Regions from separate parts of the Mus musculus genome. Here regions 2, 3, 4, 5, 6 and 7 are each linked to region 1. The links are chromatin contacts, called in public ChIA-PET, Hi-C, HiChIP or PLAC-seq and promoter capture Hi-C maps. All regions are on one chromosome and are shown on one strand. Each heading gives the region's core, a stretch centred on a gene start, on an enhancer-like site or on the middle of the called end of the contact. The rest is flanking DNA. Distances are from core to core; before and after follow the strand shown. Region 1 holds the start of Pex19 (peroxisomal biogenesis factor 19). Region 2 holds the start of Slamf7 (SLAM family member 7). Region 3 holds the start of Cd48 (CD48 antigen). Region 4 holds the start of Tma7-ps (translational machinery associated 7 homolog (S. cerevisiae), pseudogene). Region 5 holds the start of Slamf1 (signaling lymphocytic activation molecule family member 1). Region 6 overlaps Slamf1 (signaling lymphocytic activation molecule family member 1). Region 7 has its middle 12 kb from the start of Cd84.

Evidence for each region. Promoter capture Hi-C pulls out the DNA fragments that hold promoters and counts their contacts. A called contact is a pair of places that touch in the nucleus more often than the background predicts. ChIA-PET counts read pairs in DNA pulled down with a chosen protein or histone mark. HiChIP or PLAC-seq counts read pairs in DNA pulled down with a chosen protein or histone mark.
Region 2: a contact with region 1 is called in an H3K4me3 HiChIP or PLAC-seq map of pro-B cells, with 4 times the contacts expected there. The contact joins the promoter of Slamf7 here to the promoter of Pex19 in region 1. A contact is called at or near these places in 3 of 39 promoter capture datasets (the C10 cell line, hippocampal neurons and pre-B cells) and 2 of 115 datasets of contacts at active chromatin or transcription factors (memory CD8 T cells and pro-B cells).
Region 3: a contact with region 1 is called in a promoter capture Hi-C map of stem cell-derived epiblast-like cells, with 2.9 times the contacts expected there. The contact joins the promoter of Cd48 here to the promoter of Pex19 in region 1. A contact is called at or near these places in 6 of 39 promoter capture datasets (the HPC-7 cell line, HPC-7-derived erythroid cells, embryonic stem cells and 3 more).
Region 4: an H3K4me3 HiChIP or PLAC-seq map of bone marrow-derived macrophages shows a contact between it and region 1, with 4 times the contacts expected there. The contact joins the promoter of Tma7-ps here to the promoter of Pex19 in region 1. A contact is called at or near these places in 3 of 115 datasets of contacts at active chromatin or transcription factors (bone marrow-derived macrophages, large pre-B cells and memory CD8 T cells).
Region 5: a contact with region 1 is called in an RNA polymerase II ChIA-PET map of memory CD8 T cells, with 41 read pairs. The contact joins the promoter of Slamf1 here to the promoter of Pex19 in region 1. A contact is called at or near these places in 1 of 39 promoter capture datasets (HPC-7-derived erythroid cells) and 2 of 115 datasets of contacts at active chromatin or transcription factors (large pre-B cells and memory CD8 T cells).
Region 6: a contact with region 1 is called in a promoter capture Hi-C map of hippocampal neurons, with 2.8 times the contacts expected there. The contact joins the enhancer-like site here to the promoter of Pex19 in region 1. A contact is called at or near these places in 3 of 39 promoter capture datasets (the HPC-7 cell line, HPC-7-derived erythroid cells, hippocampal neurons and 1 more) and 2 of 115 datasets of contacts at active chromatin or transcription factors (large pre-B cells and pro-B cells).
Region 7: a Hi-C map of group 2 innate lymphoid cells shows a contact between it and region 1, with 2.9 times the contacts expected there. The contact joins the enhancer-like site here to the promoter of Pex19 in region 1. A contact is called at or near these places in 16 of 39 promoter capture datasets (the 3T3-L1 cell line, the C10 cell line, the HPC-7 cell line and 9 more), 2 of 15 datasets of contacts at CTCF or cohesin (large pre-B cells and pro-B cells), 9 of 484 Hi-C or Micro-C datasets (B cells, the CH12 cell line, the G1E-ER4 cell line and 6 more), 10 of 115 datasets of contacts at active chromatin or transcription factors (the 230-238 cell line, the HPC-7 cell line, T-cell acute lymphoblastic leukemia and 6 more) and 2 of 9 other capture datasets (embryonic stem cells and macrophages).

Annotation. Positions count from the first base shown.
Region 1 is chr1:172,124,994-172,128,459 of GRCm38.p6, reverse strand. Pex19 (peroxisomal biogenesis factor 19) reads right to left here and starts at 1,705. Exons shown (of 8, transcript NM_023041.3): 1 at 1,612-1,705. The coding sequence starts at 1,681.
Region 2 is chr1:171,651,493-171,654,958 of GRCm38.p6, reverse strand. It overlaps Slamf7 (SLAM family member 7), which reads left to right and starts at 1,922. Exons shown (of 8, transcript NM_144539.5): 1 at 1,922-2,302.
Region 3 is chr1:171,680,458-171,683,923 of GRCm38.p6, reverse strand. Cd48 (CD48 antigen) reads right to left here and starts at 1,932. Exons shown (of 4, transcript NM_007649.5): 1 at 1,758-1,932. The coding sequence starts at 1,830.
Region 4 is chr1:171,709,455-171,712,920 of GRCm38.p6, reverse strand. It overlaps Tma7-ps (translational machinery associated 7 homolog (S. cerevisiae), pseudogene), which reads right to left and starts at 1,851. Exons shown (of 1, transcript NM_001372440.1): 1 at 1,392-1,851. The coding sequence starts at 1,833. The coding sequence ends at 1,639.
Region 5 is chr1:171,765,186-171,768,651 of GRCm38.p6, reverse strand. Slamf1 (signaling lymphocytic activation molecule family member 1) reads right to left here and starts at 1,520. Exons shown (of 7, transcript NM_013730.4): 1 at 1,350-1,520. The coding sequence starts at 1,425.
Region 6 is chr1:171,786,817-171,790,282 of GRCm38.p6, reverse strand. Slamf1 (signaling lymphocytic activation molecule family member 1) reads right to left here. Exons shown (of 7, transcript NM_013730.4): 4 at 2,248-2,343. Among named protein-coding and RNA genes, the nearest start is that of Slamf1, 21 kb to the right of the region's middle. Within about 2 kb of position 1,577, at least 50 of the 459 cell types and tissues checked have an H3K27ac peak or open chromatin away from gene starts, as enhancers often do. A contact at or near this core is called in hippocampal neurons and pro-B cells, where this site is marked.
Region 7 is chr1:171,825,966-171,829,431 of GRCm38.p6, reverse strand. No RefSeq gene overlaps it. Among named protein-coding and RNA genes, the nearest start is that of Cd84, 12 kb to the left of the region's middle. Within about 2 kb of position 1,556, at least 23 of the 459 cell types and tissues checked have an H3K27ac peak or open chromatin away from gene starts, as enhancers often do. A contact at or near this core is called in the HPC-7 cell line, T-cell acute lymphoblastic leukemia, bone marrow-derived dendritic cells and 2 more, where this site is marked.

The DNA of each region.
Region 1 (3,466 bases), core at 456-2,955:
TCTTCTGCCTGGACTACTGGCCAATAGGCTTCCCACCTTCCTTGAGAACCATCTAGTTTGTTGTGACCAGTTGGGAAGGAAACCCTTTTACACAGAACCAGTGTTCATCTCAGAATTAGGAGGAGAGAATTAAATAAAAGCTGTGCAAAGAAATCTCTATATGCACACTATAAAATTCCCTTAAAAAAAAAAAAAAACCCTGCTGGGTCGTGGTGGCGCACGCCTTTAATCCCAGCACTCAGGAGGCAGAGGCAGGCAGATTTCTGAGTTCGAGGCCAGCCTGGTCTACAGAGTGAGTTCCAGGACAGCCAAGGCTACACAGAGAAACCCTGCCTTGAAAAACCAAACCAACCAACCAAACAAACAAAAACCTACACATTTCATCTAACATGAAGAAGAGGGGAGAGAGAGCCTTATTTCTTGGAATTCACTCTGAGGCCTTAGCTAATATCGTCTGTTGAGGAAGCACAGAATATACCACCCGGCTTTCCACCGTTCTGACTACTAGGATACATTCGACAAGAAGGTATTAACTCTTAAATAATGCTCCAATTTAGATCGCCCTTAACAGGCACCTATAGCCTCCTTGGCCTCATATGCAGTAAGCCTGGGCCAGGCCAGTCACTGGGCACTCCTCACTTCATCTGTTCATTTTCTACCTGCTTATATCGCTGTGACTGAGCAAGAGATAAAAGGTTCACCTCTGCCCTGAAAAGCCTGTGTTGTCACCATCACTCTGCCTGCCAGGACTAGGGAAAGGGCACTGGCCTCACTGGCGCAGGAAACGGGAGTGGAGTGCAAGGCCAAGAAAGAGATGAAGGTCCACCATCTTTTCAGGAAGAGGAGACCTTTTCCCCTGGGGCTGGCTCACTTTGTTTTCTCCAAAGGATAAATAAGGGATGTCAGGCATTGTGGTGCCATGCGAGAATGCGGAGGAAGGGACTGGAAAAATCACAAGTTCAGGGCCACTCTACAGTACTCAATGAGTGTGAGGTCAGCCTAAAACTACACGAGACAGTCTCTCAACATCACACTAATTTTAAAAGGAGACTTCTTTGACTACTCGCACGAAAGAACTAAGGGTCTGGTAAAAGAATGAGGAAAGACTGTGCGGTAAAAAGGCGTTTCGGGTTAAGAAAGATACTATCATGGACATATGGACCTTTGGAGCTTAAAGATTATTTTGTTCTGTGAATCCTGCTACTGAAAGGAGAGGCGATTTTAATAATTTACAGAAGGCGATCCTGGTGGGTCCAGCCTGTGATCTCTGTACTCCCAGTGGCGGAGGCTGAAAGACTGCCGCGAGTTCCAGATCAGCCTGGGATACCGAGTGAGAGAGCCTTGCCTCAACAACAATCCGACAATCGAAAGCAAGAGAAGTTTGTAAGGGGCTCGTGAAACAGCTCTTTACGGTTAGTGTTCCCCTTCGCAGGGAGATGTGCGGTTTGGACACAGCCAGCTAATAAAGAGGGCCGGGGTCGAACTCAGACCACCTCCCCCGCTGACCACTGAAGAGATTCTCCCGCCCCGCTCAGAAACCTCAAGTTCCTCTAACCCCCACGATGGATCCTCTCCCCGATACTTCTGGTCTTTCCCATCGTGCACTCTTACTTTCCAGAAGCTCCTCCAGTTCCCGGTCGTCTTCGACCCCAACACCGCAACCTTCCTCAGCAGCCGCCATCTTACTGCCTCCGACTTGCCGTAGGAGGTGGAACCACTGGCGCCACCACATGCCCCGCCCCAACCCCGCCCCCATGACTTGAGCAGCCAATAATATCGTTCTACCGTGCAGGACCGCCATTTTTAAAGGGACAGGAGACTGGGTTTGTTTTTGTTTTTGTTTTTTTTCTTGGGTTGGGCCTCAAACCTAGGTTCTTGCACGTATTAAGCAAGCACTCGGCTACTGGAGCTACAGAGCCACAGCGGTTTGCCTTGAACTAGATAGATTGCTCAAGCTGGTCCAGAAATCGGGGTCTCCCTTCCCCGTCTCCACTTCCAAACTACTTGACCCATGAGGCCCAGCTGTATTGTGGGGGCGGGTCAGAAGGGGTGGGAGGGTTTATTGCGTTTTGCTTGCCCCATCTTTAACCTGGAATCTTTAATCTGGGTTTTGTTTTCAGGCAGGGTTTTCTAATCCTACTGTCTCCACCTCCCAAGGACAGAGATTACAGCACAGGGCTCAGCTAAAATACGAAGCTATTAAACGAGCAATTTTTCGCTTGAGACAGGATTGCCAAATTGAAGCAACCTTGGTTTCATCCTCAAAGCACACGTGGTAGGAGAGATGTCTATCATGTGCTGGCTCTGACCTCCGAATATGCTCCTTGACATATACACAAAACAGATAAACAAAGATCATCCAATTTATTTTTAGCGTATAATGAGCATCTACTGTTGTATACAATCGTGCTGAGCACAGTGAAATCTACAAGTGGATCAGGGATGGTCCTACCTGTAGAGGTTGACTGGAGATAGAATTGGAAACACAGATGTTACTTAAGCAGATTAAAAAACAAGCATTCTTTCTTTGAATCATTTCTTTCAGTTTTCTTTGTGTGTTGGGGGGATTGTCTTGTTTTTGTTTTATCGAGAATGTTCTGTATGTAGCCTTGGCTTTCCTGGAACTCTGTAGACCAGGCTGGCCTTGAACGAAAAAAATACTCTTGACTCTGCCTCGAGGGTGGTGGCATTAAATGCGTGTACCACCACACCTGTCTCTCTTTTCTATTCAGCTGGCAAGAAGTGGCAAATCCCTTTGGAGCTAGAGCAATAGGTGGTTGGCAGCCACCAGATGTGGGTGCTGGGAACTAACCTGAGTCCTCTGCAAGAACAGTCTTTGCTCTAAACAGCTAAGCCATCTCTTTAACCACCATGATATCTTTTTTTTTTTTTTTTGAGACAGCATCTTGCTCTTTAGCCAATTGTTCTGCTTTAACCTTCCAAGAATCCGAATTATGGCTGTGAATTGCTGTGCCAGATTCTTGCCTGACCTTGAAGGAAGAATGTATAAAACTTAAGAAAATATTCCCGTAATATACACATTTTTGAGAAAGCAGTCTTAGTTTGAGGATTATATTTAAGAAAGCAACTCTTAAATCTGAAAACACTAAAGTCCTGTGCTCTTTGGAGCAGCTTTTCCTCCTCAGTCAGGCACACTCCCCCCCCCCCACACACACACACAATGTATGTTCCAGTTTACTCATTGCAGCAATGCTGATAATCAGCATAAATAACCCAGATACTATGAGGAAAACCTAAACACACAACACACATATAAAACTTTAAAATGTCTTGAATTAAAAAAAAAAAAAGATTATGTTCCTGCCATGTATAAAAGGAAGGTGGGGAAAAACACAGTGATATACTTATAAATATATACTTTTTGAAGGCCATAAGGAAACTGGTAAGTAGTTACCTGTTTGGGGAAAACTAATAGGAACTGAGTGGCTCAGGAAAAAGATACACA
Region 2 (3,466 bases), core at 673-3,172, 470 kb after region 1:
AGTTCTTACTGAAGCATTCACCCAATAGTAACACCCTGAGGACAAAAACTTTAACATGCAGAAATTTGTGGAACACTACTCATATTCAAACAAGATCATAGAGTCCATGGAATGTGCTGACAGTTGGATATGGGACATGACAGAGTAGACGTAGGAAAAACTACAAGTGTCCGGCCTAAATAGCTGAGTGACTCTAACAGCAATTTCCTGGGATGGAGAAGATGCTTCAGGTGAAATAGGAGGCTCAAGGTGAGAAAGCAAGAGTTGACGTGGTGCATTCGAAGCTTCAGATGCCTGCTAAACCTCTCCATGCAGATGCTGACGGATGGCTGCATACGCAAGCTTTGAGCTCAGGAAAAACAGGTGGAAAACTGAATATATCCCATCAAAGGACCCAGTAGGACGGCCTAAGCTACTGAGATAACAAAATTGCTAAGTTTAAGACTTAGTCTAGAAATGTTTCACTCTTTATGGGTAAGAGATTCATGCCAAAGAACGAAAGAGAATACGACAGAATAGGATCTTACGGAGAAGACAGAGTGCTGGCCAGGACTGCTGTTTTGAGGTTAGTTCTCAAGGGCAGGTCTCTCTCTCTCTCTCTCTCTCTCTCTCTCTCTCTCTCTCTTCTCTCTCTGTCTGCTCTCTCTCGATTTATTTATTTATTTTATGTATGTGAGTACACCATAGCTGTCTTCAGCCGCACCAGAAGAGAGCATCAGAACTCATTACAGATGGTTGTGAGTCACCATGTGGTTGCTGGGAATTGAACTCAGGACCTCTGGAAGAGCAGCCAGTGCTCTTAACCGATGAGCCATGTCTCCAGCCCCAGGTTTTCCTTTCTTACTCTTTCTTTTTCAATCTCTGTCCACGGAATCCTTAGGGGACACCTCAGGACTTTTCAGTGACCTAATTTGACTTCATCTGGGCCTCTTTCCCTTTCATAATTCTCTCCATATTACACAAAAGATCTTGGTCTGGTCATTTACAGGAACAAGGAAAGCTATGAGCTGAGTGACCCAAACCCCTTCTGGGTCAATTTATATGATTAGGCTCTTCCACCTCTCCATTCTGTTTGGCAAGAATTTCAGGAATCAAAATTACAATGTTTTCTAATAACTATTATTTCTATCATTGCCCACATCTGTATAATGTGTTACAAAAGCAAGCAATACTCATTAATGTCTATGATAGGATATAGTATGACAGGAATTGTTGTCACTGATGTGGGTTATTGTCCTGGCTTTGCTAAGGAAATGTTTGCTAATAGGATGTACTTAGAAAAAAATACACCTCTGGCTCTTAATTGAACTAGGTCAAGATGAACAAATAACTGTCTATGAGCCATGTTGGAAAGATATATAGGCAGGCTTTTGAAAGATGGTAGATAACACACAGGCGTGACCTGATGAATCTCTGGAAAATACACTGAGCAAAGTTGGTAAAAGTCATCAGAAGAGGTGGGAAATAGTTAAAAAAAAACCGAAAAACCAAAAAAACAAAAAACACCTCTCCACTTTGATAAAAGTTGAACAGAGGAAATCCCAGTCTGTCCCAGATAGACTGGAGGGTTTATGGAGCCTTTGAGGAGAGAAAGAGGAGAGAAGGGAGGGAGAGAGAGAGAGAGAGAGGAGAGAAGGGAGAGAGAGAGAGAGAGAGAGAGAGAGAGAGAGAGAGAGAGAGAGAGAGCGAGAGAGCAGGAGAACCTACACTATACTCTCAGTAACGGGCATCTTTGTTTTCTATTCTTTTTTTAAAGAGATTGTTCGTTGACAGTTTCCTCACAAATATGGTGAGTTTTAGTCACTTTCACACCTGTTACTCTCCCATCCATCCTCCTCTGATTGGACTCTGCTCCCTAACAGTCATACCTGGCTTCACATCGCTTGGCGTGTGTGTGTGTGTGTGTGTGTGTGTGATCCACAGAATCTAATTATGGTTACCTACATGAGCACTAGTGGGCGGTTATTAGAGCATCTGCTATTTGTTGGTGGTAACAACATCAAAGACCACGACACTCCTTCCCCCAGAAACCGTTAACTGCCAATAGTCCCTTGGGGAGGGGAGGGCTCCATGAGCCTCACTCCTACCCATGATGAAATGTTGAAGGCCCAAGCCTGGCAGAGCTTCTGCAGCAAACCATGAAATGTGTCATGATGGGAAGATGTCATTTCACAGCACACCTCCTTGTCTCCTAGCTCCTACATTCTTTCCACCCCTTCTTCCACAGTGTTTCCTGAGCCCTGATACAGACGCCTTGCTTAAAGCTGAGTACTCCATCACTGATTCTCCGGACTTTGACCAGGTATGAGTCTCTGAACTAACCACTGCCCACAGTGGCATCTCTGAGCAAGGCTGAAAGTAGTGCTAACTTGTGGGTATAAACATGAGTGCTTAGAAGGCAATTTAACAGTATGTCCATTTAGCAAAGCAACAGTAACGGGTTCCCCCTGAGAGGTCCTGAAGCACCCAGCCACAGGTTCTGGACTAAGTTTATAGTATCAAACATGGGTTCTTTCTGGCTGGCCTCAAATCCAATCAGAAAGTAACTGGCTATTCCGACATAATCACACCACTATGGTACCAATGGGGACATGGTGTCAGGTAGGTCAGGATTGTACCTTCAAAGGTAAGACTATTCGTGACTCTTCTCCCCCAGCGGCCTGCATAGCGCCTTGCAGAGCTGTGAAAGCTAGCCAGCAGGGAGGAGACCTCCAGTTCAGTTCCAGCTTGATTTCTCTGTGTTCTGTATCCAAAGTATGTGCTTGGTCTCTTTAGCAATGGGGTCTTACCATCAAATTCTGGTGGGCAACCAAGAGCAGTGGTGATAGCCTGTCCTGTTTTGGGAGCCTCTGGGCCTCCCTGAACCTCCCTGACAGACAACTGGCAAGATGTTGTCCACCTGACATTGGTATTTCCATTCAATTCTGGCCACCCATACAGGGTAACCTTGTTTAAATTCTAATTATTACATTTTAAATACATTTATGAAATACTAAGTTTCCAATCTTTCCTTTTGGTTTTCCCCCATCTGCCACTCCCTTCCACCACCACCACCACCATACCCACCACCCCCATTTAGACCATTCCAGCCCAGTCTCCCAGCTTCTACTTTCATATCACACTTGTGATTGAGATATTAAAAAAGGGGGGGGCGAAGGGAGGGAAGAAAGAGAGATACCAATAAAACTAAAGACTCCAACTGAGTCAGAAGTTTGAGAGTCTAAGACCAGCCATAAAGTTCATTTTTAGGACATAGAAGCAAGCGCCACCTGACTATCAGCAAAATACCTTAGACTGTAGGGAAGAAATCTTGGACAGAACCCTGTGCAGTTTGGGGGACAAAGATCCAGCCAGGTTCCAAGTGACCCAGCAAAAACTGGAAAGGACCCACCAGGGGGCACTTCCCACGATGAGGCCAGCATGTGTGACCCAGCCTCACAAGGAACCATTCAGGGGTTAACAGGCA
Region 3 (3,466 bases), core at 683-3,182, 440 kb after region 1:
TTCTGCAAGGCAAAAGACACCATCAATAAGACAAAAAGACCACCAACAGATTGGGAAAGGATCTTTACCTATCCTAAATCAGATAGGGGACTAATATCCAATATATATAAAGAACTCAAGAAAATGGACTCCAGAAAATCAAATAACCCCATTAAAAAAATGGGGCTCAGAGCCAAACAAAGAATTCTCACCTGAGGAATACCGAATGGCTGAGATGCACCTGAAAAAATGTTCAACATCCTTAATCATCAGGGAAATGCAAATCAAAACAACCCTGAAATTCCACCTCACACCAGTCAGAATGGCTAAGATCAAAAATTCAGGTGACTACAGATGCTGGCGAGGATGTGGAGAAAGAGGAACACTCCTCCATTGTTGGTGGGATTGCAAGCTTGTACAACCACTCTGGAAATCAGTCTGGTGATTCCTCAGAAAATTGGACATAGTACTACCAGAGAATCCAGCAATACCTCTCCTGGGCATATATCCAGAAGATGTTCCAACTGGTAAGAAGGGCATGTGTTCATAGAAGCCTTATTTATAATAGCCAGAAGCTAGAAAGAACCCAGATGTCCCTCAACAGAGGAATGGATACAGAAAATGTGGCACATTTACACAATGGAGTACTACTCAGCTATTAAAAAGAATGAATTTATGAAATTCCTAGCCAAATGGATGGACCTGGAGGGCATCATCCTGAGTGAGGTAACTCAATCACAAAGGAACTCACACAATATGTACTCACTGATAAGTGGATATTAGCCCAGAAACTTAGGATACCCAAGATATAAGATACAATTTGCTAAACACATGAAACTCAAGAAGAACGAAGAACAAAGTGTGGACACTTTGCCCCTTCTTAGAATTGGGAACAAAACACCCATGGAAGGAGTTACAGAGACAATGTTTGGAGCTGTGACGAAAGGATGGACCATCTAGAGACTGCCATATCCCGGGATCCATCCCATAATCAGCTTCCAAATGCTGACACCATTGCACACACTAGCAAGATTTTGCTGAAAGGACCCAGATAGAGCTGTCTCTTGTGAGTCTATGCCGGGGCCTAGCAAACACAGAAGTGGATACTCACAGTCAGCTATTGGATGGATCATAGGACCCCCAATGGAGGAGCTAGAGAAAGTACCCAAGGAGCTAAAGGCATCTGCAACCCTATAGGTGGAACAACATTATGAACTAACCAGTACCCCTGAGCTCTTGACTCTAGCTGCATATGTATCAAAAGATGGCCTAGTCGGCCATCACTGGAAAGAGAGGCCCATTGGACTTGCAAACTTTATATGCCCCAGTACAGGGGAACACCAGGGCCAAAAAAATGGGAATGGGTGGGTAGGGAAGTGGGGGGGAGGGTATGGGGGACTTTTGGGATAGCATTGGAAATGTATTTGAGGAAAATACGTAATAAAAAATATATTAAAAAAAAACGGAGCTCCTTTTAGCAGAGAGCTTCCTCTTACTAAAAATTCCTTCACAGAGCACCAGGCATGAGGTATATGTAGTACAAGGGTCCTACTTCCCCACCTCCCCAGGTCCCGTTTCTCTTGTCCTCCTGGGAAAAGAGATGGGGCCTCGTTTTCCAGAGCTGAGGAACACGTCCCAGCCTTCCCCCCAGTCCCGCTGCGAGCATGGTAGCACCCAGCCCAGGAGCATGCTCATTTCCAGGGTTGAGCTACATCCCACCTCCCCTTTCCCAGCTGGCCATGCCTTCAGTGCACAGCCGGACACTTGGAGGAAGCTACCTTGAAATCCAGTTCCCAAGGGCAGCAGTAGCAGTTCCAGGACCAGACACCATCCCTGTTTTATGAAGCACATAATACTTAGAGAAGCTTCCCCAGAACACTGGAGACAACTGTAAGAGAAGTCAGGGCGCCTGCCCTTCAATCAGGAAGCAAAACCCAAAACCGGAAGTCGTATGAGGTTTTTCTGTTTTTTCTCTATTTCACGAATTACCATACACAACAGGAAAGCAGACCACTACCATCACACCACATGGAATGAGATTTCAAATTCTCCTACCCACTAGAGATCAACAAGAAAAATAGCTTGGCTTAAAAGAATGGATTTTTCAGCAGTGCACTTTGAGCACTGAGGCCGAATCTGCTGTTGCCTGTGGGGAGTAAGGAGAGGCTGTGACTGGGCAGAGACCACCAGCGTCGCAGAGGGGAGTTGACTATCTCCAGCCACCTCCAGCAACGCCCATCTGTCCGTTCACATGGCCCTCTGCCCTGTTCCGCATGCAGCCTGCTTCTACAGGAGGAGACACCAAGTCAACTCACTACCTGACATTGGGAATCATGTCTTATGCTCCTGATCACACGAGAGGTCTATGAGATAGCTACAGCAGGTATCAATTCTTGTACCTTATTGAAACTCAGAGTCAGGTTTGCCTAAGTCATGTGTCAGTTATGGTGAACTTTCCCATTTATTCTCCACATGCAGAAAGATGTTAAGATTATGAGTCTCACCAGAATCTTCTAGAAATCAGGTCTGGCCAGCCTCCGGCCCTTTTCTTATGCCTTTCTGCACTGTGCCTGCTGTTTTCTCTGCCCAGCATGGCAGACAGCAAAGCTTTGAACTAGAAGAGAAGATACGGCAGGAGCAAATGAGCAAGGTTTTATGGTGGATTTAGGCAGAGACAGTTTTAGATTACACATTAAAAAGGAACTGAGAAGAGGAGGTAGGGCAAAATGAGAGGACCAGCAGGATGCGGAAATAGGCGTGGTCCAGCCCCATAGTATCTCAAAAACCAACTCCCCACCCATCTTAGCAGAGTCTTCCTAGAAGCAGGAGAAAGAGGACAGGGTTGCAAAAATACGCAAAGAGCAGGTGTGGAGAACCAGCTGCAGCACTTCCAAACATACAGCACGGTGCTCAGGCTGTAGACGTGTCTTGGTAGTTAACAACACTTGTTCTTGGAGGTCACCCAGGTTTGATTGATTCCCAGTATCTATATGGAGGCTCAGAACCATGTGTAACTGTAGTTCCAGGGGATCTGCCACCCTCTTCTTACCTCTTCTCACGGAGAGTAGGAATGCACATGACATACATATGTACATGCATACAAAACAGCCATACACATAAAAATAAATAAACCTAAAAAAAAAATACAGTTCTCAACATGGGCGTGGTGGTGGTGCACCCCTTTCATGCCAGCACTTGAGGCAGAGGCAGAAAGGCAAAGGCAGAGATGGTCTCTGATCCAATGTGTCTCACACCCTAGAGTTGATTCTCAAGTTCCCTGAGAAGATCTGTCGTTTTTTGGCTAGCCTAAGAATCTAAGGCAGAATGGAAGAGCATAGCTAATGAAGGTTTGAAATCGTCCCCTTTCTCCTATGTATGGTTTGCAAGAGATCCCAATGGAGGTAGACAATGAAGTAGGAGGCTAATGAACTAATAGGTTACTTGGCATTTGTTGTCATTTGGCCCACTCGTTCCATCAGCACATGCC
Region 4 (3,466 bases), core at 602-3,101, 420 kb after region 1:
AGAAGGTAGAGATCCTGAGTAAATTCCTTTTAAAGAAACCAAGGAAGACACAGACAGTGGAAGGAAATGGATAAAACTATTCAAGACCCAGAAACGGAAATAGAATCAATCAAGAAAACCCAAACTGAGGTCATTCTGGAAATGAATCATTTAGCAATTTGAACAAGAACTACAGAGGCAGGCTTAACCAACAGATTACAAGAGATGGAAGAGGGAATCTCAGATGTTGAAGATATGATAGAAATGGATATATCAGTCAAAGGAAATACTCTTGACAAAGTTGTAAGAATAATTTTTTTGCAACCTACTTTTAATAAGGGCTCAATCCTTAATAAGGAGGGCTCTATCCCACCACTCAGCAGAGGTAGTGGAAGAGAAAAGTTATTAGGATGTGGGAGAAGTGGACCGATTCAGCCATAGTTCTTTGAGGCAAGCTCAGTCTTCTTGGACAGCAGTTCTGTCCCATAGCAAACACCAAATACGACTCAGCAGCTGCAGACCAGTCCTCTAGGCAGGCAGACACCAGGCATGAACTGGCAGCTACAGTCCAGTCCTTTCAGCACGAACCAGCCGTTGTAGTTCAATCCTGAAGGAACCATTAGGCGCACCAACCAGCCTGAGGTGAGGCCGCAGAAGCAGCAGACTGCTACAGGAACCTCACGAGCAGTTCTCGGATAAGCTTCTCTCAATGTCAGCGTAAAGAACAGTGAGGTGGAGCAAACCAAACCAATGCTCAGTGCTTGTCTCCCACTGTCTGTGGGGTCATATTTATATTCCTTCATCAAGTGTCCTTTCACGTACCTGTCTGCTTTAGCAAGAATCCTTTCACCTGTGTGCCCCAGCAAAACATATTTCACCTACTAAATTTCCAAAGAAACTAGAAGTTTCCACTTCACCAAATATTCAAGAGACCCGGGACACTATGATCAAATCTAAGAATAATGGGAATAGAGTTAGGAAAAGAAACCCATCTCAAAGGCCCAAAAGTTATTTTCAACAAAATCATAGGAAATTTTCCTAAAGATGTACATCAAAGTACAAGAAGTGTAGAGAACACGAAAAAGATTAGAACAGAAAAGAAAATCCCTTTCTATACATAATAATCAAAACACTATACAAAGAGAACAAATAAAGACTATTGAAAGTGGCAAAGAAAAACACCAAGTAAAATTCCTCTCCCTCCCCTCTCCCTTTCCTCTGCCTCCCCTCTCCTCTCCTCTCTGGCTATCTCTATTTCTGTTCTAGTTTGCTTCCAGAGGAAGCTTTTCTAAGGATGACTAAATAAGGAACTGATCTATGAGTATAGCAGAATATCCTTAGGAGTCATCTTATCATTAGTTTTTTTCCCCCCCTTGAAACCAGTAGTATTTGGGTTTTTTTTTTTTTCATTGCATTATTTACTTTATTCATTTTTTTTTTTACAAAAGTTTATTACAATGTACAACAGGCTTCAGGATAACATTTCATTCTAGCTATTACATGGCAAAGATGTTATGACAGGGAATCCAGATGTTTGACTGGGCACAGGATAACACTTCATTCTAGCTGTAGGTGGCAAAGATGCTATGGCAGGGAATCCAGATGTTTAAATAGGAATGGAAGAGGAGGGTCACTATCACCCCAGATGTGAGGAACAGCTTACTTTTTGCCAGATTTCTTAATTCCACCTGTGGCCAGGGGGCCCTTCCCGGCAGCCTTGGCTTTTAGCTCCTCGAGTTTCTTCTGTTCCTCCTTTTGTTTCTGCTTGAAAGCCTTATCTTCCTCGTCCATCTCCTTGGCCTGCTTCTTGGGCTGTTTCAGGGGCTTCTTTTTGCCACCTTCCCGGCCCGACATGGCGCCTCCAGCCCCTCAGTATTTGGTTTTAATCTAGGTCTCTGGGTCATCCAGACTCTGGCCCTTGGTCACACAAGCAGGATCAGGCATGGGTTCTGTCTCATGGGGTGTGCCTTAAGTCAAATCAGACACTGGTTGAATATTCCAAGTTTTGTGCCACCGTTGCCTCAGCATATCTTGTAGGTAGGACAGATTGTAGGTCAAAAGTGTTGTGACTGAGTGGACGGTTACATTTCTTTTCTGGTAGCCTTCAGAATACTTTCCTGCACCAAAAACACCAGAACCCAGGAGTAAAGGTTCCATGTACATGCCAGCTCGAGTTATCCATGTTCAATGAGCTGTGTGGGTGTTATCTTCCACAATGGGACCCACTGTCAGGTTGTGGAGAGAACCCATTCAGTGTCTTAGCAACAGCCTGAGTTGTTCAGAGAACTTCCATTGGAACTTCTTAGCCATCCACTCAGTTGAAATTAACCCAGGCCCACTACTGAAAACCCTGTTTGGTGAGAAGAGTTAGCCAGTTGATATTTTGCATTTCCCACCGAAAAGACCCCCACCAGGCTTCCACGTCATCCCTCAAATACTCATTAATTCCAGCCAACTCTCCTCAACTCTCAACCTCTCTCTCAACTCTATATCCTGTCCCCTTTCCAAGAAGACACCCCCTCCATTTCTGTCTCCACTGCCCCCAGTTCACCCACAAAATCCATTACATTTCCCCATTCCAAAGAGATACATATGACCTCCACTAGACCCCTCCTCAACACCCAGTCCCTCTGGGTCTACAGACTACAGCTTGGCTAACACCTATATAATGGCCAATATCCAAACAAACAAACACCCAGCATATTTATCTTTCTGAGTCTGAGTTACCTCCCTAAGCATCCTTCTCCAGTTCTACCCATTTGCCTGCAAACTTCATGATGTCATTCTCTTGAACACCTGGCTTACACTTGACTGTGCAAATGTACATTTTCCCTACCCATTCTTCTGCTGATGAGCATCTAGGCTGCCTCCAGTATCTGGCCATAACAAACAGAGCAGCAGTGAGCATGGTTGAGCATGCATTCCTGTGGTAGAATAGAGCTTACCTTGGGTATAAGCCCAAGATTGGTACAGCTTGATCTTGAGGTAGATCAATTCCCAACATTCTGAGAAACTGCCATATTGATTTCCATAGTCGCCGTACAAGATTAAACTCCCGCCGGAAATGGATGAGTGCTTCCCCATTCCACATCCTTGTAATCTTGCACTTCCATTTATATTATTGATCTTAGCCATTTGTGAAGGTGTAAGGTGGAATTTCAAGAAATTTTTGATTTGCATTTCCCTGACAGCTCCACATGCTTCGCGACCATTTGAGTTTCCCCTATTGATAATTGATAATTCACTGTTTAGATCTGTACCCCATATTTTAATTAATTTAAATGTATTTTAAATATCTAATCTCAGAAATGGATAATTGTCTCAAAAGGTACCACTTGCCAAAGTTAAATCAAGGCCAGACAATCAATTTACACAGGACCATAACTCCCCAGTGAGATAGCAGTCATTTAGCTTCCAACCAAAAAGAGCCCAAGGCCAGACAATTTAGCATACAGTTCTACCAGACTGTCAAAGAAGAACTGATGGC
Region 5 (3,466 bases), core at 271-2,770, 360 kb after region 1:
ACAAAAATTGAGCTTATTTTAGAACGTGGAATGCAAGGAAAGAATAGTTGCCAAGTGGAGAGACATGTATGTATCCTGGGGCTGGGCTGTCGCTCACTAGCCAGTGACCTCCTACCCTTAAGCAGAACATTTGCTAGCTACATCTGAGCTGCTACAGACAAGGTTAGACAAGGAGAAAACCAAACGTTCATTCCATAGTTACTACAGTCACCAAGTAAGCCAGCAATGGTGGGTTCAAATGGTATGCAACAAGAAGGGCTTAGCTCTACCTCCAAAGATGCTCAGTTTGATTATCTCAAAGTGGAGCTAGACAAGGGTCTCCTCATCTGAGACTTGAATAAAAGATTCTAGGTACAGCCCCCCACCCCCAATCCCTGGCACATTTCAGGGTTTTTCTTAGAAAAGTCCATAATGGATTTACAGTCATGAATCCCCCACGACCAAAATGCTCTGGCTCTCAGGATTTCCCCGATCCGCTTCCTAAAGCCATCTCTGCCAGGCTGTCTCCCACAATCTAATTAAACTCTACAATGGAGTTGACCATTCATTCCATGGTTAGCCCAGTATGCACTGCTTAGCACGGTTGCTCTCCAATACCTTTCCTTACAGTTCCCACCCACTAAGTAGAAAACAACAGCTTGCCTTGGAAAAGAGAAGAACCAGAGGGATGGGAGAGAAGTCCTGCTCCTTTAACCCTTTGCCATCACTTGAGCCCACTGCAGAGCCTTGAAGTTTCCTGATTGCACTTTCCCCATTCTGTAAGCAACCCTGGGCTCCAAAATCCCAACGTTTCCTCTTCTTGGTGCTTTGGAGTCATCTCTTATAAGAAAGCATGACCACACCGCAGCCACTGTCTGGTGTGAGCCTAAGGTCTGAGGTTTCCCACTTCTACCTGTTGCTCCTATCACCCTTGCTTTTCACTGGACCGGTGTTCTTTGTCTGCCAATGATGTACATGTGAGAGTCGTTTTCCTCAGCAGAAGTATAGGTCAAGTGTCCCAGAGCTTTGGTCCCTAGCCTGGGTCTTTGCCAGAAGGGTAGCCACATAAACCAGCTACTCAGAATTTTAGCCTGAGTCCAGGAAGCTGACTATGGACATAGCAGGTGCCTTTAGCTTCTGGTTTCCATAGAAACTAGTGTAGATGGGACAAATCCTTGTAGCCCAAGGCTCAGGGAACTCAACAGGTTTCTTCCTCTTTGAAAGACACAGTGGAAACCCAGAGGCACTCTCCTTAAAGAAGAGGCAACTGAACAGCACTCCCCAGCCCTTGGCTTCTCCATCCATGGGGCTCTGCTGATTCCAAACTGCTAAACACAAGACTCAAACCCTTTAAACAAATGGACACTCACCTGTTCCGTAGCTCAACTCAAAAGCCAGGGAGAGAAACAGAAGTATTCTCCAGGAAAGGGATCCTTTGGGATCCATTAGCCAGCAATCGCAGACAGGGTCCCCAGCTGTGAGCTCAGCTCAGCTCAGCTCGGCAGGACAGCTGCTTACTGTTACCCCCAAGGAAGAAGCTCTGATCGTCGAAGTGCTGCCTCTGCTGACAAGTTCCTGAACCAGCTTCCTGTCTCAACCGGGTTTTTTTTTTTTTTTCTACTTGAGCCTCCAGGATTGCTCATTTATGATCAGGCTTAAATCACTTTATCACTTCATTGTTCTTGAGAAGCCAAAGTCAGGTGTTCAGACCCATGGGAGTTGGGAAAGGGGCTGTAATGTCACATCAGTCAAACCCTGGCTTGGGGAAGAAGTGTGATTCCCCCCCCACCCCTCTTTTTTTCTAAGCTGTTTCCAGGAAATGGGTGTCACAAGTTCTTTGAGCAGATCTGTCTGGTAAACTCTTCTTGGATCCTAAGAAAAAAACGGACATTGAGTAGACCACCTACAAATTAGGGAATCCAGAGCTCAACTTCTATTTGTAACTTACTTGGCATGAGATGACAGGACTGTTACTTATGATTCGTTACATAATCTCATTGAATACCTGTGCAAGTGATACTTTGAGCTATAGTCACAAACTGATAGAGTAGACAGGCGTAGACATCTCTGACCAACAGCCCATTTTCCTGACAGGCACAGTGGGGCAGAATCAAGTTAGCTCTCTGTTGCCTTCAATTTAGAAGTTGTTTGTAAGGTTTGCTATGGAGAAAGGATGGAAGAAAGAACTTCCATGAACAGAACACTAGAATAGGAGCTCAAAAGGAGACTTTGAAAGGTGAGGCTGTGTGTGTGTGTGTGTGAAAGTCAAAGAACAACCCCTAGGAATCAGCTTTTTTCTTCCATCATGTGGGATCAAGTAATTAAACTCACGTTGCCAGGCCTATGCAGCAAGTATCCTTATCCACCAAGCTATCTTACTAGTCCCCAGGCTAATGCTTTTAGAATCCATTGTCATATTCACAGATAATCTACTCTTGACCCCAAAGGTCATGGGGTAGAAAGAGCTGGAGTTAGAGGAAAACTGGTCTGTAGTTCTCTTTGTTTTCTCTTCTCCTGCCTCCTGTATCCAACTTCATAATGATGTATTGGGCATGGTGTGTTCCCAGATGTGTCCTCACTGTGGTAGCTAGGAATTAACTCCACATAAGGGGTTAATATCATAGAAATTGAAAAATGATATAAATTGGAGTTTCCTTCCTTCCTCCCTCCCTCCCTCCCTCCCTCCCTCCCTCCCTCCCTCCCTCCCTCCCTCCCTCCCTTCCTTCCTTCCTTCCTTCCTTCCTTCCTTCCTTCCTTCCTTTTCCCTTTTCCTTTGTTTGTTTGTCTGATGGTTTTATTGTATTTTCTTTTTTTGAGATAGGGTCTCACTATGTAGTTCTTGCTGGCCTGGAACTCACCATGTAGACCCGACTGGTCTCCAATTCACCTGGTTCTGCTTCCCAAGTGCTGAGATTAAAAGTGTGCACCACCACACCTGGCTATTGAATCAGAGTTTTCAAGAATAATGCATGCCCTTGAGTCACACAACTCCTGGAATGCATGCTCCATCCTGTGTGCTTAGGTCAGGCCCCTCCCTCTCTTCAAAGACTTAGACTCATGTTCACTTTATTCTTCTAGGATGAACTCTTTACTTTTAAAAAATAATAGTTTTATTAGTTCTTTGAGAATTCTATCATATTCATGTCCCCTATTCTTCCAAGGACATCCACCCAGCTTTGTGTCTTTTCCTTCTTAGCCCATCAAAACAATTTTGTGCTGCCCAAATATTCCTGGATGTGTGATCTTCCACCAGAGCCTGGATGACTTACCAAGGACTATGTTCTTGAATACATATGTGTCCCGCTGTGTCTGGAAGACACTGGTTCCTTGTAGTCGCCCACCACCTCTGTCTCTTACATTCTCTCCACCCCCACTCTTGTGAAAAGGGGACCCAGTATAGATGTTCCATGCGAATGAGGATCTATAATGAAAAAGAGCAAGCTGAGCAAAGGAAAAATACTAAATGTACAGTTGGGGGGAGTAGAAA
Region 6 (3,466 bases), core at 328-2,827, 340 kb after region 1:
CCCTTTAGGTACAGTCAGGGGTACAAATTGAAACTGTACTCAAGTTTTTAGTGACTTTCAACCTTGCAGGCTCTCTCCTCGAAATATAGAATTGGTAGGACAATCCCAAATGATCAAAAAGACCACTGAATCGAGATAATTTAGATTTTCTTTCTGTCTCTTCCATCCCACCCTTTCTTCCATCCTCCTCGTTTTCAGTTCTGAAACAGAATTCCAGGAGCCAGCTCAACTTGGCTCCAAGTCAGCTAAGTCTTAGGATGTTACGGAAAAGACCTGAGCCCTAGTCCTTAGCCTTAAAGGTAGCACTAGCATTGTTATACTGTAGTTGTAAAACGAGAGACTTTATATTTCTTTTTAATTTTTATTTTTTGAGACAGGGTTTCTCTGTGTAGCCTCACCTGTTCTGGAACGCACTCTGTAGATCAGGCTGGCTTCAAACTCAAGAGATCTGCCTACCTCTGCCTTCTGAGTGATGGGATTAAAAGTGTGTCTAAGAAGTTGTCTTATGTGACTGTAGCTTCAAGTACTTTAGACCCGCTGTTAGTACTGTTTCTAGAATCTTCCAGCATAGTTCTCTGCTAGCCTTAAGACTTAAACATTTACCTGCTCACATCAAGAGATGTGCCTGTTTATAGATGTATGCGTATACATATGCATCATGCAGGAAAACCACTATGGTGCTGCTGTGTATTGGTTTGTGCCAGTCACCACAGCAATACCACAAAGAGGATAATATCCTTGCTTTGCAGATGGTGAGAAGTTTGCTTGGTTACCCTGCTCATTGGTGGCAAAGTGCATTTGAATGCTGTCTCAGGCCAAAGCCCCACGTTTTCATTGGCTTATTTGGGGATGGGGTCTCACTATGTAGCTCAGGGCTGATCTAGAACCCATGGGTTGGAGTGATCATCCTGCCTCAGACTTGCAAGCAGTTGTTACTATGGATTTGTCTCACTGCACTCTACCCAATGCCCACACTCTTAACTCATAAATTCCCCTGGAGATGGGAACCAACCTAAAACTCTTCAGAGTCAGGAGGCATTTTGGAGCAGATACCACTAGACATTGCCAACAGAATCCCTTGAGCAATATTTTGTGGAGGGCGTAGCAACTGAATGTAGATTTTGGCACAGGTTTGCAAGGCATAATGATGCCTGAAAAAGGTGGATATGTGTTTTGATGGTGGGTGGAAGTGGGCTTTAGAGTGTGGGGGGAAGGGAAGTACTGCTCCCTTAGAGTTCAGCCATGTGCTGAGCAGAACACCGTGTGGAATGTGTTGGAAAACAGTATAGCTTCGCTAGCTGGCCTAGAGGGGAAACTCCATCTGCTTTCTTAGCCTTAACATTATCTCACTGTTTTCTACTAAGGCTAAGTAGACCCACTCCCAAACCCTTACCTCTCAACAGAATTTTTATCTGAATAACACACCCCGCCCCCACCGCCTCAGCGAACTTTTCGCTGGAGGAAATGAGATAGAGGTAAGTGGCTATGCTGCAATCGACATCTTATATAAGCAAAACCAACATCAAGGTGCTGAGGTAAGGGCTTTTCTAAGAAGACTGTATGTGGATGACATTTACGGGCTTCAGAATGACATGAGCCATCTGCTCGGCAACGAGAAGGGAAGAGCATCATGTTCTGCCTTCTATTGAAGGAAGGCCAACCAGGGCCTCTGAGTCAGGATGCTCTGATCAAGATGGGTGGTAGTCAGTAAGGCTGAGGGGGCATATGGCCTTGAGATAGTGAATCACAGGATAACTGGGAAGAAATACAAAGTGCTTAAACTTAGAATCACAGTCTTGCTGCTTTTAGCCTACCCGGGGACACGTTTCATGGCTGGATCTAAGAGTCCTCTGAATCCTGTTCCCTGGTAAATCTCAGTGTGCTGTACCTCCTGTTTTGATTCCTTTAGCCTTCTGCACAAGTCAAACTTCAGTGCTGAGTTTAAATTATCTGCACAATGTCTTCTACATTAGACACTTGTGGCTCTTTCCTCTACCGACTCCTTTAAGCTGGTACAGGATCTCAAGAGACTAGAATTGCACTGAACTGGACAAGATCTCAAGAGGATCTTATTCTTTTTCACAGGGCTCCCAGCCAGAAAGCTAAAGTAGTAAGATTGAGCCTGTGAATAGAGTGACAGCATACAAGATCTTATTGTCTGTATACAAGAGTCTGTGCTTGCATAAAATCTATTCCACCTACCACTGTTGAGCCCAGTAAGAAGACCCTTCTTACAAGACAGCCTACCTTGTCTTTTCATCATTATTATTGCCGTGAAAACCAGGATGAAGATTATAACGACCCCCAGTGGTACAAGAGTATATTGCATCCATGGACTCGATTCTGAAAAACAAAGAAACAAACAAAAAAACCAGTTAAAGGTCAATAGCAAATGCACTGTGGGTTTAAAAATACTCCACCCAGAAGTGAAGGGAGTGAGCCTCACCCCACCCGGAAAAGAGGGGAGCCTCTGTTTCAGTATCTGTCTCCCTGGGGAGATGCTTGTTTGCATGGCTTTAGAGATGGCTTTAAAGCATTAAGATTTCCATGTCTACCTCCTTACCATCATTTTACTTATTAGCCCTGTCTCTCCCATTTCTAATTTCACAAAGATGTTTTTAAATAAAATGCTTTCTTTTTCCTTGTCTAAAAATAGCATATTGGTGTCTCTCCTAAGCCAATCTCTTGTCCTGCTCCTCCATTTTAAAATCTCTAATGTATTATGTGCCCATTTTTGGTAAAAGGGATATGATGGTCCCGTGCACTTGTCCCTATGCCCCAAACTACTCCCATGAGACAACTGGGGCGGAGGGAGGGGGAGGAAATATGCTTTTCTTCTTAAAAAAAAATCAATACAATAGTGCTATTATTGCCTCTCAATGCAAATAACTATGTTGAACCTACCAGACCCAAACCAAAAGAAACACATGTAATGTTTCCTGGCAATTGTTACCCTATTCTAAATTAGCAAAGCTAACTGAGGTTTGAAATCACATAGCCAAATTTTGTAGCTTTCTCTCTACTTCAGCCACTGTGCTTAATCCTTTTGAACCAAGTATACCACTTTGTAAAACCAGCCTTTGTCTCAACAAGATATATGGCTCACTAACATAAAATTGGGCACCTGTAAGTACTTACAGTCACATGATTTTGATAGCAAATCTTGTAATGTATTTAATCAGAACAATTGTAAGGGGTGAATACTTGAATTATTTCCATTTTATAAGCAAGGAAACATCATGAAGAAAGTCAAGAGCTAGAGCTGGCAATAGGAGAGGAAACATGACCAAATATTCAAGACAGGCTTCCTGGGAGTTAGAGAGACTCCTAGATTCAGAACAGGCAGTGAGCCCACTCAAAGTACCAGCTTTCTAAGTAATGGCACTAATCTCCAGTGGTACTAGCGAGACAAATGCCGTGTCAGGCATTAACACTAATATGTAGGGGCACTGTATAGAATTGATTG
Region 7 (3,466 bases), core at 307-2,806, 300 kb after region 1:
TGGAGATGGGTCCCATCCTCCCTTGGGTTTCCTTATTCTGCAGCACTCTATGGGGCTCTCATGCATTTCCCCATCCTCAGGGACTTGGTGGGGCCTAGGTCACATCCAAGGCAGAGCAGTTGGGTTCCCCTGCCACAGCTGTGCCTGATGGTTCTGATAGGCTTTTGGTCATAACTTAGCCATGGCCACACTCATTATCTCTCTACCACCCACAACACAAATCTTGCAGAATTGTCTTCAGGTGACATGAAAAGACCCTTTTCTTTGTTCTCTATTCACTCTAGATTAGCACTTCATAAACCTAACTTACATGGCAGTCTAAGTCCTTTAGATCCACCAAACCCTCTCCTAGCTCATAAACATCCATGTTCCAAATTGGGCTCGTCAAGGCTACTGAAGTGCCATGGTAGTCCCGCGGTCTCTGGGAACCACCATTCTCAGTTCTCTGGTGGACAGTCATATACTGGGCATCATGCACATGATTAATTTCCTTCTTATCACTTACCCCAATGTACCCTCTCCTCTGTCTGACTCTTCCTGAGGTTCCAAGGATCCCAGGATGGACTCTTTGGACATCCAAACCCAGGTCCTCATGTTTTCAGGACATACATCTTACTGAGCTCTCTCCCAAGGTCAATTTCTGCTTTTACTGAGATAAAAAAAAGGCAAAATTATATTTATTATTCTTCATATATTATGGTATATGTAGACATCTATCTGTACACCAAAAACAATTATTTCTGGTACATGGTCACAGAATTTCACTAGTGTTCTACTTCTGTCATCTCTAGTACACATTCAATGCAAATTATTATAAATAATATATAATTTTATCTTATTTTAGTTTGTTTTCTTGTAAACTAATTTCCTAGAAACGTTTTCAAGTTCTCACTTTATGGTGTTTAAAAATCACTGGAACAATAAAGGACTCTTCTTGGTATTTTTCTCTGAGACAGTAATCTCTCTGTAAGGACTAAGATGCTAAAGACTCTAAGGTCTACAAAATGGGAGGTGCTTTGTGTCTTATTCTGGTTTCTTCTAAAGTATTTTGTTATAATGATTTATCATAAACTGAATGACTTCTAAATAGTAAATATATAAATATACTCATCATAGTTTTCAAGGCCAGAAAACTGAAGAACAAGTTTCTGGCTTATTCAGGATCTGGTCAGAATCTCCTTCCTTGTAAAAGTTTCCTATTACTGTGGAAGAATCATGTCAGAAGAGTAAAAGGTTCTGTCATTGTGGAAGAATTATGTCAAAAGAAAAAGGCAACTCTCCTGAACACACACACACACACACACACACACACACACACACACACACACCCCACATTCATTTTATTTTATTTTGTATATGTGTGTTTTGTCTGAGTGTGTGTCTATGCATTTTTGTCTGGTGTCAGTGGAGATTAAAAAATGGTGTCAGATTCAATGAAAGCAGAAATACAGATGGTTGTTTCCTGGATTGGAACTTGAGTCATCTGAAAAAGTACCAGCCAGTTAACCACTTAGTCATCTCTCTAGCCTCTCCAGGGTCACAAGTCTCCATGAAGAATGGTAATTTGCCTCCCTCTAGTGACTTAACTGCCTTCTAAGGCCTTACACAATACCATCATCTTGGAGGTCAGGAGTTCAACAGCAATTTTAAGGAAGCATAAGTATTCACATCATAACTTTCTGAACTCTATATAGCTATATAAAACATGCAGACCAAAATTTCTGATTCTATATTAATACTACACTCAAAATACATTTCTTATAAAGCTATTTCTATGATAAAATATTTATCAAATAAATTGTGCTTCAATGTCATTCCTTGGGTAACTTTGGCAAACATATATGTCACAAAATCTCAAACTTTATTAATTTAATTCTTATGGAATACAAGATTTTGACTTGTAAATTCTTTACAGATATCAAAAGATACAGAATAGCTTAAGTTTTAAAATCTGAGAGAGATGACAACACTTGATAGGCCTCAGTGTTTCCTGTCTTCACATGAATGAAACAAAAAGAGAGAGAGATAATTTGAAGCTGGTTTTAAAGCCTCCAGAGCTATGGATATAACAGTACACCATGACCTATAACTCCACGCGCCAACAACCAGCAGCCATTGCCCCACTGTATTGGGCCTGGAGAGAAAAGACTGAGTCTATGCATAGGGTGAACATTGAACTGGGGGGAGGGGCGGCAGGGAAGAGAGGGTAAAAAGAATAACTGAAGCTGTAGAGTGTGCAGAGAAAGCTGGACATAAGACATGGAGCACAGCACAGAGTTTTTTCTCAACAGGACAGGAACAGGTGGGAGGCAAGGGAGCCAGCGTGAGAAATGGGAAGACACAAGTTACAAATTTAGTTTTAAAGGCTTTATTTAGCTTTATTCGTGGTCCTGGATCCAGGAAAACTTTTATTCCAGAAACCAGAGTAAGTGTTCCAACGAGCTGAGCATAAGTAGCTGGCTTTCTGGACAGAGCATCCCTGAGGGAGGCAGACTCGAGGAACAAGGAGTAGATTTGTGCCTCAGCCTTGGTTCTAAAGTTGCTTTCCCTAAAAGCTAGGGCCAGGAGGCAGAGCAACAGCAAGATAACTGGTGAGTACTGGGTTGCTTTACATTATTCATTTTTCTGTTTTCCTACATAATAACTTTATTACCATGCCAACTGACCCTAGCTTGTCAGGGCTGGGGGCCATAACTCAGTGGTGGGGACTGCCTGGCATGTGAGAGTTTGATCTCTAGCAACACCAAACCCGACAGTCCAGAACAAGAATTACCACACAAAACAACCTAAAGTGATCCATTTGGAAAATGTAGCTGTTATTTCTCTCTCTTCTGATTTCTGAAACCAGGTAATAAGTTAGTCAGTTACAGAGCTTGGTACAAGTGACTCCATTTTTAAACCCTAGTTTGGCCTGTCAGGGGCTAGGATTGGGAACTTAATTCCAAACAATAGTGCCATATTGTGAAATCATTGCTCATTTCTACTTCTGGGAAAGCCTTCCATGGTTAGCTCTCCCTTAACTAATTTGCCAGACTGTGTGAAATACCACACCCAAGTGGTGAGATTGGGAACTGAAAAGGAAGAGCTAGCTCTGCCATTACCTCTCAGATCTGAAAAAAGAGATATTTGCTAGTAGGTTGATCAAAGGCTCAGGAGGGCCACACCCAAAGAAATGGGTTAAAAAAAAGGTTTATTAACTTTTACTTAAATTGAAACTCAACCTGACAAAGTTGAATTCCTAACTACACTGAAGTGATCAGTGCCTTACCACATCTGCCTGACAGAAAAAGGAAGCAGGTTGTCGCATAAAACAGATACAACTGGAAGCCTTGGCTTCCTCTATTACAGTGCATTCAATTAAAAAATACTGTGTGTGTGTATATATATATGTATATATATATATATACATGTATATATATATACACACATACGTGTGTATGTTATATATTCACAAATGTATATATAG